Regions from separate parts of the Rattus norvegicus genome. Here region 1 is linked to region 2. A link is a contact called in public Hi-C data. All regions are on one chromosome and are shown on one strand. The core of a region is the stretch at or near the end of the contact, and the rest is flanking DNA. Distances in the headings are between cores, read along the strand shown. Region 1 overlaps Maml2 (mastermind-like transcriptional coactivator 2). Region 2 holds the start of Maml2 (mastermind-like transcriptional coactivator 2).

Region 1 (4,912 bases), core at 208-2,707, 34 kb before region 2:
CTCCATGGCAAACATCGATTGAACTTTAATTGCTTGTAAGGACAAGCAATATTTATCCTGTATAAAATAAACTTGAAAGTCTACTAAATGAGAGAAACCTGTTAAATATGTAACCCACCAATGGATGGGCCATTTCTCCAGGGCCCTGGGTGACCTCTAAGTTGCTAGCCAGTCATCTCGCCCACGAAGGGGACATGTTGCCTGTTAGAAAAAGTTTCCACAACTTTCTTGGTTAACTCTTCTGAATATTACCAGAACTTGGAAATCCAATCCCTGAAAGTTAAGGGAGATGAAAACATCTGTCTCTGGGCAAAAGCTGTCCCTTGCAGGTCAAACTGGGTGAAAGAAAATAGCCAACCTGGCAACCAAGTGAACCGACAAAGCAGCAAACCCTGCGGAAGGAGATCCCAAGGCATCAGGTCTGCTCCCACAGAACGAACTTTAAAGGTCCCGTGGAGAGCTTGTCCCAGTATTTTAGCGCATGAAACATGACTCTCTTTATGTGTACTCAGATCCTGTAAGTTTGTAAGTACATTCTGGAGAAAATGGAGCCCTTTCCTTGAAGCTTTGCATTGACCGTGCCCTCCCCGGCCCACAGTGTTGAAGGGGAAGGGTGAGTATGCTGGTATCTGTTTGAGGCTAGAAAGGACAACTGTGAACTTCTCTCTTTCTCCAAGAATTCTCTGGAATGGATGAGAACTCTTCAAAAGACTGGGCTCCAAGAGAACTTCTAGGCAATGTCTACGGGCACAGAGCACAGTGGAGTCCTGATCTGGACCTGAAGGGCTGAGAGGACTGCTGCTACAGGGGGGCCTTGATTATCTGAAAGAGCAACACAGTTCACGAAGCTCCAAAACTTTCTTTTATGTAAACTTAGATATGAAATTTTTACATGAAGAAATCTCCCGCTTTCAGTAATGGTTGATGATGCATGCAGACTTGATCAGGTTAGATCAGGTTCTGGGTTAAATCAGAAGGTCAAATGTCCAACTCCCCTGCATCAGCAGAAGTCCAGAAGAGCCAGTCTAGAGACTCTATTTGAAAGATACCGTCTTGATCAATTAATTTTTTTCACACTAAAGCAGTTGATCCAGTGAACATGTGCCGGATGGAGATCAGGTGGGAATTATGGGTGGAGTGGTTATCTGACAGCATTGTAATCTTTACCAGGGTTCTTTATATGTACATAGTTTTGCTTCTTTGTGGGTGTGGGCACGAGGAATTGACTTGGTTCTCCTCCAAAACTAAAGGGCTGATCCCATAGATCACCAAAATGCTGGATCTGCCGATAACTGCTGAGCCTAAATAAAGCAAACACCCATTCTTCGTCGGGTCCTGGTCTGAGAGCCATCCTGCGCTTTGTGACTACATAGGATCTGTTCTGTGCACTCCCTCAGCTCACTCATGGTGCTGTAATAAGTCACAGAAGCTTGGCATCTCGCCCAACAAAACACAAACTCTCCTGAAGTCCTGAGCTTTCCCATGGCAACATCACAGTCACCAACACAGCAAACAATTGCTCTGCTCCCCACTCCTGCTCCCCCTTGCCAGCAGCGCAGGATATCACCATGGCCGCCCAGAGAACAGGGCTAATTACCATATATGAAAGGACATAGTGCTGTGGATCCGCTCACCCTCAGCACTGAACTTAAAGTGAGATCAAAGCAGGATAAGCTTGGAGAGTTTTCCTTATGCTTCCACTCTGAAAGAAGAGCGAGGAGCTGTGTGTAAAGTATATTCCGAAGGATTAATGGTCTCGCTGCCCGGATTACCAAGTGGCCCTGGCTCAACCACAACCTTCATACAAAACTCCCATTCACATCCAGCCCAGGGGCTCCGCACAGCCTGAGGGAGAGCCATCTTAAAGCTGCAGCTCCCATACATGCCTGAGTCTGCAAAGTTGGAACCGCTTTCAGCCAGCTGTGTCTCCAACAGGAATGGCAGGTCTGCTCTGGGGCAAGGTGCTTCAGTAGCAGGCTGGGTGGCATCTCCTTTATACCCTCCTTTTAGATTTGACTGGTATCCTTGAGGCGACTCATATAAAGTGTCTGTTTCCCTCAAATTCCCCACAATGCTAATCTCTCCTACAGTAATCTGACTTCTGTCCACTCATTACAATGATCTACAAAGCACAGGGAAACAAATGACTGTGACTCATAGGTAGGTGGGATTTATGGGTGGGCATAAGGTCACATTTCTTGTAATTTTTAAGTTTTGATTGTCTCCCCTCTGGAGTTGTGGCAAAAACTCTCCACACCATCACAGAGGACGCTGGCCTTTTTGCAGTTGTAGACTCAGCATTTATACAGTGCTGTAGAAAAATGTAGGAACGCCTGACATCAGAATTGAACTCAGCCTTGATGGCATGCCATTTGAAGAGAGTTGGGGTGTTACTGGATATAAAAAAAAGTATAGTATACTAATTGAAGGTGATATCTTAAACCAGGAGGGGAGTAGAATCCAGGGGTTTGCTAAACCGTAGCAGAATTCTGGAGTGGAATGGAAGCCTTTCAAACAGACATATGGGCAACTGGTATGCCACTCAAGACTCTATGTATTTAAATGCTAGCCATCAAGGTCTGTTTCAGTGACAATTTAAATTATTGTGTCATATCCTTGCAAGGCTCCAGGGACTTGGACCTGACTGAGGTGGCGAGAGAATGGAGAAAGACAAACGTATAGATACACAGAAATAGCTAAGGTTTGGGTGACTGGAGTCTCTGATAGGAAAACCACAGCCTTTTCTCTCTCCAAAAAGCTCACTGTGTTTATTTTATACAGTTGAACAGGAGTCAAAGTTTTATCATACAGCCGATAAAAGAGGCGGGGTTATTACATATACATAAACAGGGAGGTAGGGCTATACAGCAGAGCAAAGCGATGGCTTAGCTAATCTCAGTAGGAGCAGTCTCTTTAGGGGACCATTTCTGGAGGAGAATGCTATGGTGAACATTTTCTACACTCCATCAACATCTGCACATGGACAAAAGGAAGGCTTTGCCATTTCTCTGAGCCTTAGAAGGGGAAGGCTTTGCCATTTTCCCATGAGTCCAAGGCTAGAGTCCTTGACTTGGCATGAACACGTTAAGAGCACACACTCACTTAGGCTTCCTATGCTGACTAGTATGATATCATTCTAAGTGCTGGCATCAGCTTTTCAACCTCATAGCAGATTGTACTGTATTCTCCATTATCCAATCATTCCCCTAAACAATCAGTGTAACTACGGGAGGCTTTAACCGAAACCTACTTTGGACATAAAAATGTTAAATTAATGAACAAAGGCATGAGTTAGAAGTGTTCAATGTTCTCAGAAGACATGTCTCAAAACCATTTCCATGAATAATACCTAGTCACTTGATTTAGCTAAAATCTAAAGAAAGGAGTCTCCATGGGGGAAGCCTTGGTGTTGTGTTATTTTGGTTTATTTTTGAAGTACGTTTGCTTTGTTTCCTCCAGGTCCTTAATAGAACCTAAAATCTTTGAGGTCAGAGATCACATCCGTACCATGCTGCCTTACACATAATAGACATGGAGCAAACACTTAGGAGATGAAAGATTCTCATTTGTGCGCAGTTCAGGGAAGCACGTATGTTCTGCGTGCTTCTGCTCTGTGTACTTCTGTCCAAACACGAAGACGTCAGAACAAAGGCAGAAGAGATGGCTCGGAAGTTAAAAGTGTCTGCTGCCCTTACAGATGACCAGATTTCGGTTCCCAGCACTCATGCCCAATGGCTAACATCCACCTAGAACTCTAGTTCCAGGCAGTCCAGTGCCCACTTCCGGCTTCCACAGGTACCTGTACTCATGGGCATACACCTCAATTCATACACACGCAAATAAAGCAAACAAGATAATTCACTGAATAACTGAATTAAAATAAGTGAAATAAAATAAGTGAAATAAAAATTATTGGCCAAATTAATCAAAACAGAGCTAAAAAGAGGAAAAGAAAAAGAACCAAGTGTCCTTAGTGGTGTCTCCTGGCAAAGTGTTGAAAGTTCTGGACAAATGTTTTCAGCCTTTTGGAGCAAATGACTCCCACAGAGGTGAGTAATTCAATTCTGTCTGATGTTCAGATCGGAAGGCCTCTGGATTTTAGTACTCGATAATGCAGTCACACTCTGAGGCCAAGGCTCCAAAATCACCCCCAGTTTAACCCCACAGATGTGATTTCATAGAAAGACTCCAGTAACTGCAAGCTTTTAGTTTACCATATACTATTTTGTCCGCAGCTATATTTATTCAGTGTTACCTATGACCAGGTCATTTGCAGGGACAGCTGCATCTAGCCTAGTTTTAAGACCTTGGAATCTATCGTGAAAGAAAGGGATGGTATAGTGATGACGGTGATATCTAACATTACTAGGTACCATCTCCACCTTCCCACAGAATCTTCCCAGCAACACTGCTGTGAGGCAGGCCCTAGTATACATCGCTTGATGGAAAGAGAAGTTGAGCCTTTGGATGAAATTACTTCCCCGAGTTGTTCAATTAAAAGTGAATCTTAGATTCTTAAAGACTTGTCTATTTTTATTTTATGCATATAAAGTGTTCTGCTTGCATGTATGTATGTATGTGTACCGCATGTGTACCTGGTACCCAAGGAGGCCAGAGAGGGCATTATGAGCCAACATGTGGTTGCTGGGAACTGGACACATCTCCCTAGGTCTGACACTCTGCATTCCAATACTCATGTTTGTAGCAGTTTTGATATTCTGTCTACCGCGTAGATAATGTACAAGACTCTTTAAGTTTCCAAACTGTATGAGGAAAAACATCAAGATTACTTATTATCATATTTAGAGCCCAGAAGTCATATCAATGGCTCAGTTTATTCTGTAATTATGTCTGAAAGAAAATTCCACTCTGAAAAAATAGCACTAACTCATATTGTCTCAAAAATTAAAGA
Region 2 (4,915 bases), core at 1,984-4,483:
GTTCTTCTTGCATTGTTCTTCACACTCAGGCTATTAAAGAGTCCGGACAGTATATCCTCTTTGCATAGAACACCCCTCAGAAACAAGCTTATCCCTCTGAGCAGAAGCTGTCCTGTCACCTTTCTTTGGGAAGCAGTACTGACGATGCCCAAGGCACTGCCGCACAGCGCGTGCTGGTTACAGAACTTCACCAGGGTACACCACGTGTATTTTAACTTAAGTGATCAATACTTTCCCCTTCTCCAAAGGGCGTTTGCAGGCACTTATAGCATACACATTAGCCAGCAAAGTGTTACACTCAACACAGCCAGACCACATAAATCTGCCTATGCAATAACATTAAGAATTCTGACACGCAATCTCGGCGGAGGTCCTCTGAGATTATTAACATCGCTCTCAACACGAGAGGTGTCTGAGCAAAGTGAGAGTCTCTGGACGAGACGCTTGAATGTCTGGTCCTTCTCCCCTCTAGACAGCAGCAGCAGTAGCTTTAGGCAGAACTTGCCTCTCAGAGCAGAGTAGCATGGGAAGAAACAGAGCCTCACATGGAAAAGTTTAAGTACAGAGGGCGACCCAGTAACTACAAAAGGGTGTCAGTGCAACCCTTGGGATACCACACAGGCTAATCTAGGGGTGAGCATGAGAACGGAGACGTCACCTCCTCACCTAACGTACACTAACCCCCGCCACCCCTGGCTTCATGCCTACACTCAGGGAGGGTATTCCAGCTAGAGGCTATCTCAGACTTGGTTGGTCGGAGGGAGAGAGAAAAGTGAGTCCCTGGGAAAGGGTGGCACAGCAAACACCTTCAGCTTTTGCAACTGCAAACTGTTTAGTGGAGAAAGGCCAGACACCATGCCTTTGTTCTCTGACACCTCAGGCAAGGCTACGAACATACGTAAAGTTACAAGAACCACTGAAGCTGGTTTCATTTTGCATCCTGTAACACTCCAGTGAAAGAGAACTTTATCAACTTTCCTCCCAATGGGACAGAAGCAAAAACCAAGGAGGGCCTTGGGGGAAATGAGGAGGCTGGGAGGGAGAGCCGCAGGAAAAGTCCACCCTGTGGGCTCCTCTAGGCTTGGCACCCAGGGCAGATCAGGCTTCCCCTCTGGGGTTGGCCAGGGTGCCTGGCTCTCGGAATCATCCCCAGAAGCACTCACCAGGAGACTCTGAAGCACACAAAGCCACATTATTGGGAGACTTGCAGACAGATTATAAATTTACTGGGGACAATCAAGGCATTTAGTTACTTTTGGCTGCAGATGCTGGTGACACGCACATGCACACAAACCTCATTCTTCCCCCTCTTTCTTCTCCCCAGCACCCCTCTTTCAGAAGACAAACTTCCCCTTAGCTGGGAATTCCAGGGAGAAGTGAGGATGGAGCAGGTGGGCAAGAGAGGAATACAGGCCTAGAAACGAATACAAACTGAATAGTTTCATTCAAGGATAAAGCCCAGGCCAGTTTAATTATAGACAGCAGTTTCATCTGGATCTGGGGGACCCAGAGTCACAGTTCTAGGTGGCCCAAGGAAAAACGTTTGCCTTCTGGGGAGGAAGAACAGAAAGCTCTGGGAACTATGGGAATCACCACAGACGAAGGACATGGGGAGAGCAGCCAGGAAGAAGCAGTGGGCCGGCTGGAACAGGCCCTCTCCTCCTCAGGAGCTTCTTAGTGCCATCCCTCCTTGGGGCTTTCTGGATGTTTTGGGGCTTCCATGCCCATGATCTGTCGGGTGTCTCTCATCAGGCTTGGCTTAGGCTGACTGCAGTTGTCCCGGGAGCAGTCACAGAACCTCTTAGCTTAGCGGGAGAAGCCTGTGGGCTTGGCTTCCTACTTCTGCTGAAAGGCTCATGGCAGAGCAGTGTGTGGGAAGCCTGAACACTACAAGCAGGGGGTCACCTGACCAAGACTGATGACTCAAAGCTCTTTGCTCTGTGTGGCGTGTGTGCTTGGGGGTGGGGGTTGTTGTCTGAGCCTCTGAGGAAGCACTTCCAGTCAGAAAATTACTCAGGCTTTAGGGTTTGGTGTGCTGTTACCAGTAGGGACTAAAGACAAGGTGCTTCCTAGAACTACGGTAAACAGTCGTCAGTCTCTTCCACAAGTGCTGGGACATCCCAGCCTTAATTGGAGGGTCCAGAATAAAGACTGAATTGGGGCCTGTGGTGGGAGCCTATGAGAATCCTGGTAGTCCTCTTCCCAAGCTTTCCTGCAGTATCTGTCTGTGAGGTATTTTCCTCATGTTTTTGTTTAAAACTGTGGGAACACCTATGTAATAGTCAATCACAGACACCCCTTAACTCCAGGGAAAGGTCACAGAAGGGGAAGGGGCATGGAGCAAGATGAACAGGTCATCTGAACTAAGTTCCTGTCAAGTAAAGAATGTCTTCCTGGGCCTAATCAGAGCCAGTATGTAAAGCAGCAGGGTTCTCAAGGGTTTCCCAGCTGTAAGGTCTTCTTTCACAAACTAGACTGTGAGCCTCTGGAGAACCCAGGCTCTTACCTCTCGAGGAACACCCTTTGGGTGTAGGACAATGACAATGAGCAAGCCCTGGTGGCTTTGACAGTGAGAGCTTACAACCACATTCGCATACCCAGCGGCTTTTGAGCGACTGCTATCTTGGCCTTCTTCATGGCCATCCAGTCCATACGAGGCCAAGACAGCCACCACCTTCGCAAAAGGCCACATGACTACAGCCAGAATCATAGGAGAAAACCAGGTGCCTTACCGCAAGCAGGGCTGAGTTCCGCTGGTCCCCCGGGGTCGAAGCTGGCGGCTGCTGCTCTCGGTTTATCCCACCGTTATCATTACTGGTCAGCCGGTGCTGCTGATGGTGATGGTGATAGTCTGGTGGAGGTGGTGGGGCTGTGCTTGCTGCCTGGGAGGCCACAGGAGGGGCGGTAGGGGGCGGTGGAGGGGCTGTGGTGGTGGCAGTCGTGGCTGTAGCCTTAGCATGTTTGCTAGCCTTCCTTGCCCCCTGGCCATGCTGGACCAGGCTAAGAAGCTGCATGGTGCTTTCCCTTTCTCGGTCTGAGCTCTCAGCCCTACCACGTTCATAGCGTCCTTCACAGCTCAGGTGGTGCTGTCGGCAGACAGCAATGCGAGCCCGCAGGCGTTCCACAATGGCACTGTGCACTCTCGGGGTGACTGAACCCCCTCCAAGGAGCCCCGCCCCAGAAGCCCCCCCCAACCCTCCTGCGGGGGCCTGCGGGGGCGCTGTGTCCCCCATCTTGTTGGACACAATGATTACTGCCTCTGGTGTGGTGAGGTGCAAGAGGCTGGTGTTGGCTATTGCGGGCAAAGCGGGTTTCAGTGTTCAGGGCCACATGAATAGAGGTCTTCTGAGGGTGGGGAGAGAGTGGAGAAGGTGTGGGGGAGGGGTCTTCAGAGAGTGGGGAGGCAGTGGAGAAGGTGTGGGGGAGGGGAGCGAGTAACAACAGGGTGGGGAGAAAGATTAGAAACCAATTGGAGAGAGGAAGTTGGAAACAAACCCTGATCAACTTACTCTAATTGCATTTGACAGCTCAGGAGAAGTTGGACAGAGTTGGTAGATTTTTTTTTCTCCCCTACCAGGCTGACAAGAGCCTCTAGGTACTTAGTAAACACAAAGTCTGGGGGACCGTTCAAGAATTCAGGGATTGTCAAGGAAGAAGCAGAAGCACATAGCAAAAGGAATCAGAAGAGTCATTAATAGAGATCCGGGCTCCCCCTCACCTCGCTTTTTCGGGAAATTATTTATAGGGGTGTTTCTGCAGAGAAACACATTTCTCCCGGGGGCTATGAACCGGCAGCCTTCACTTTTACTCAGGTTAAAAAATAAACAACAGGACTGTTTCCCAAGGCTTCTGAAGTCATGTTCAAACTGTGCGAAATCCAGGAAGACTATGTTGGTTTCTCCGTCCCTTTCTCTCCCTCCGGTGTTGGTGCTTTCTCCTTCTTGGGGGTAGAGTAGGATGCAGTCTTCTCCCCAAAGAAGACAGCTTTTCAGTCTTAACAACGTCTGTAATTGGACTTCAGAACCATGCTCTTTTCTTCAAGCTAATCCAATCACCGGCAAAAATCCCGATCCCCTCTTAGGTTTCTTAGTCTTAAATGAAAGCAGGCTCAAGTGGCTGGCTACCGAGAGAGCTCCTTCAACACATTTCCCCCTTTCCCACTTAATTTTAATTCCTCACCCCCCACTTCTATTCTAACACAGTATCAAGAGAGACAAAGTCTTCCGAGAGTAATTTACAAACGATGGTCAAACTTACAAACTTCCAGCAAATTGCACCGAGTCATGTCCAGCCACTTTTCTGTCCACTTTTGTACATTCCACGCCGGGCCAGTGCCTCAGAGGGTCTGGACTCCCAAAGGCAATGTGGCTCTATCTCTTGTAATGCTTCGCGTTATAGATTGGGGGGGGGGGAGAAGAAAAAAAGTCGCTTGTATTTTCCTTTCTCTTTCAGGTCCCTTCCGAGCGCTTTCCTGACACCGACTCCCGCTCCTCGGACTCACGGCGAAACACAGGCTTTCATTGTGCTGCGATACGAGAGGGAGAGAAAGAGAGAGAGAGAGAGTGAGTGAGACAGAGGGAGAGAGGGAGCCAGCAGGCTGCAGATGGGGGAGGAGGGCGGGAGCTCCGGCTCCCTGGTGGAAGGCTGGTGCCGCTGCTCCAGTGAGTAATCGCAGCCAGGCGCCGGGGAACGGAGTGCAGAGGCCTCCCAGTGGCTGAAGAGGCAAACCCTCCGGAACAGCATCTCTCTAGGCTGGCTCTGGCCTCAGCCTCAGCCTGGGTGCTGGGGTGGGGGGAAGATTGGGGAAATTCCCCAGTCTCCTCGTAAGTGTTCGAGCAGCTCTCAATGCTGAAGAAACTCCCAGTCAGGGACTGTATTTTTCCCCTTCCAGGCTCGCAGTCCGCCCTCCTGAGGA

The links. Hi-C and Micro-C count contacts between places; a contact is called where the count stands out from the background.
Region 1: a contact with region 2 is called in a Hi-C map of the A7r5 cell line, with 2.0 times the contacts expected there. The contact joins the enhancer-like site here to the promoter of Maml2 in region 2. A contact is called at or near these places in 4 of 12 Hi-C or Micro-C datasets (the A7r5 cell line, Schwann cells, hepatocytes and 1 more).

The regions. Positions count from the first base shown.
Region 1 is chr8:18,582,831-18,587,742 of GRCr8, reverse strand. The region is part of intron 1 of Maml2 (mastermind-like transcriptional coactivator 2); the gene reads right to left. It also overlaps a transcript of Ccdc82 not described here. Among named protein-coding and RNA genes, the nearest start is that of Maml2, 33 kb to the right of the region's middle. Within about 2 kb of position 1,457, at least 60 of the 93 cell types and tissues checked have an H3K27ac peak or open chromatin away from gene starts, as enhancers often do. A contact at or near this core is called in the A7r5 cell line and Schwann cells, where this site is marked.
Region 2 is chr8:18,550,798-18,555,712 of GRCr8, reverse strand. It overlaps Maml2 (mastermind-like transcriptional coactivator 2), which reads right to left and starts at 3,233. Exons shown (of 5, transcript XM_008765997.4): 1 at 2,733-3,233. The coding sequence starts at 3,233. It also overlaps a transcript of Ccdc82 not described here.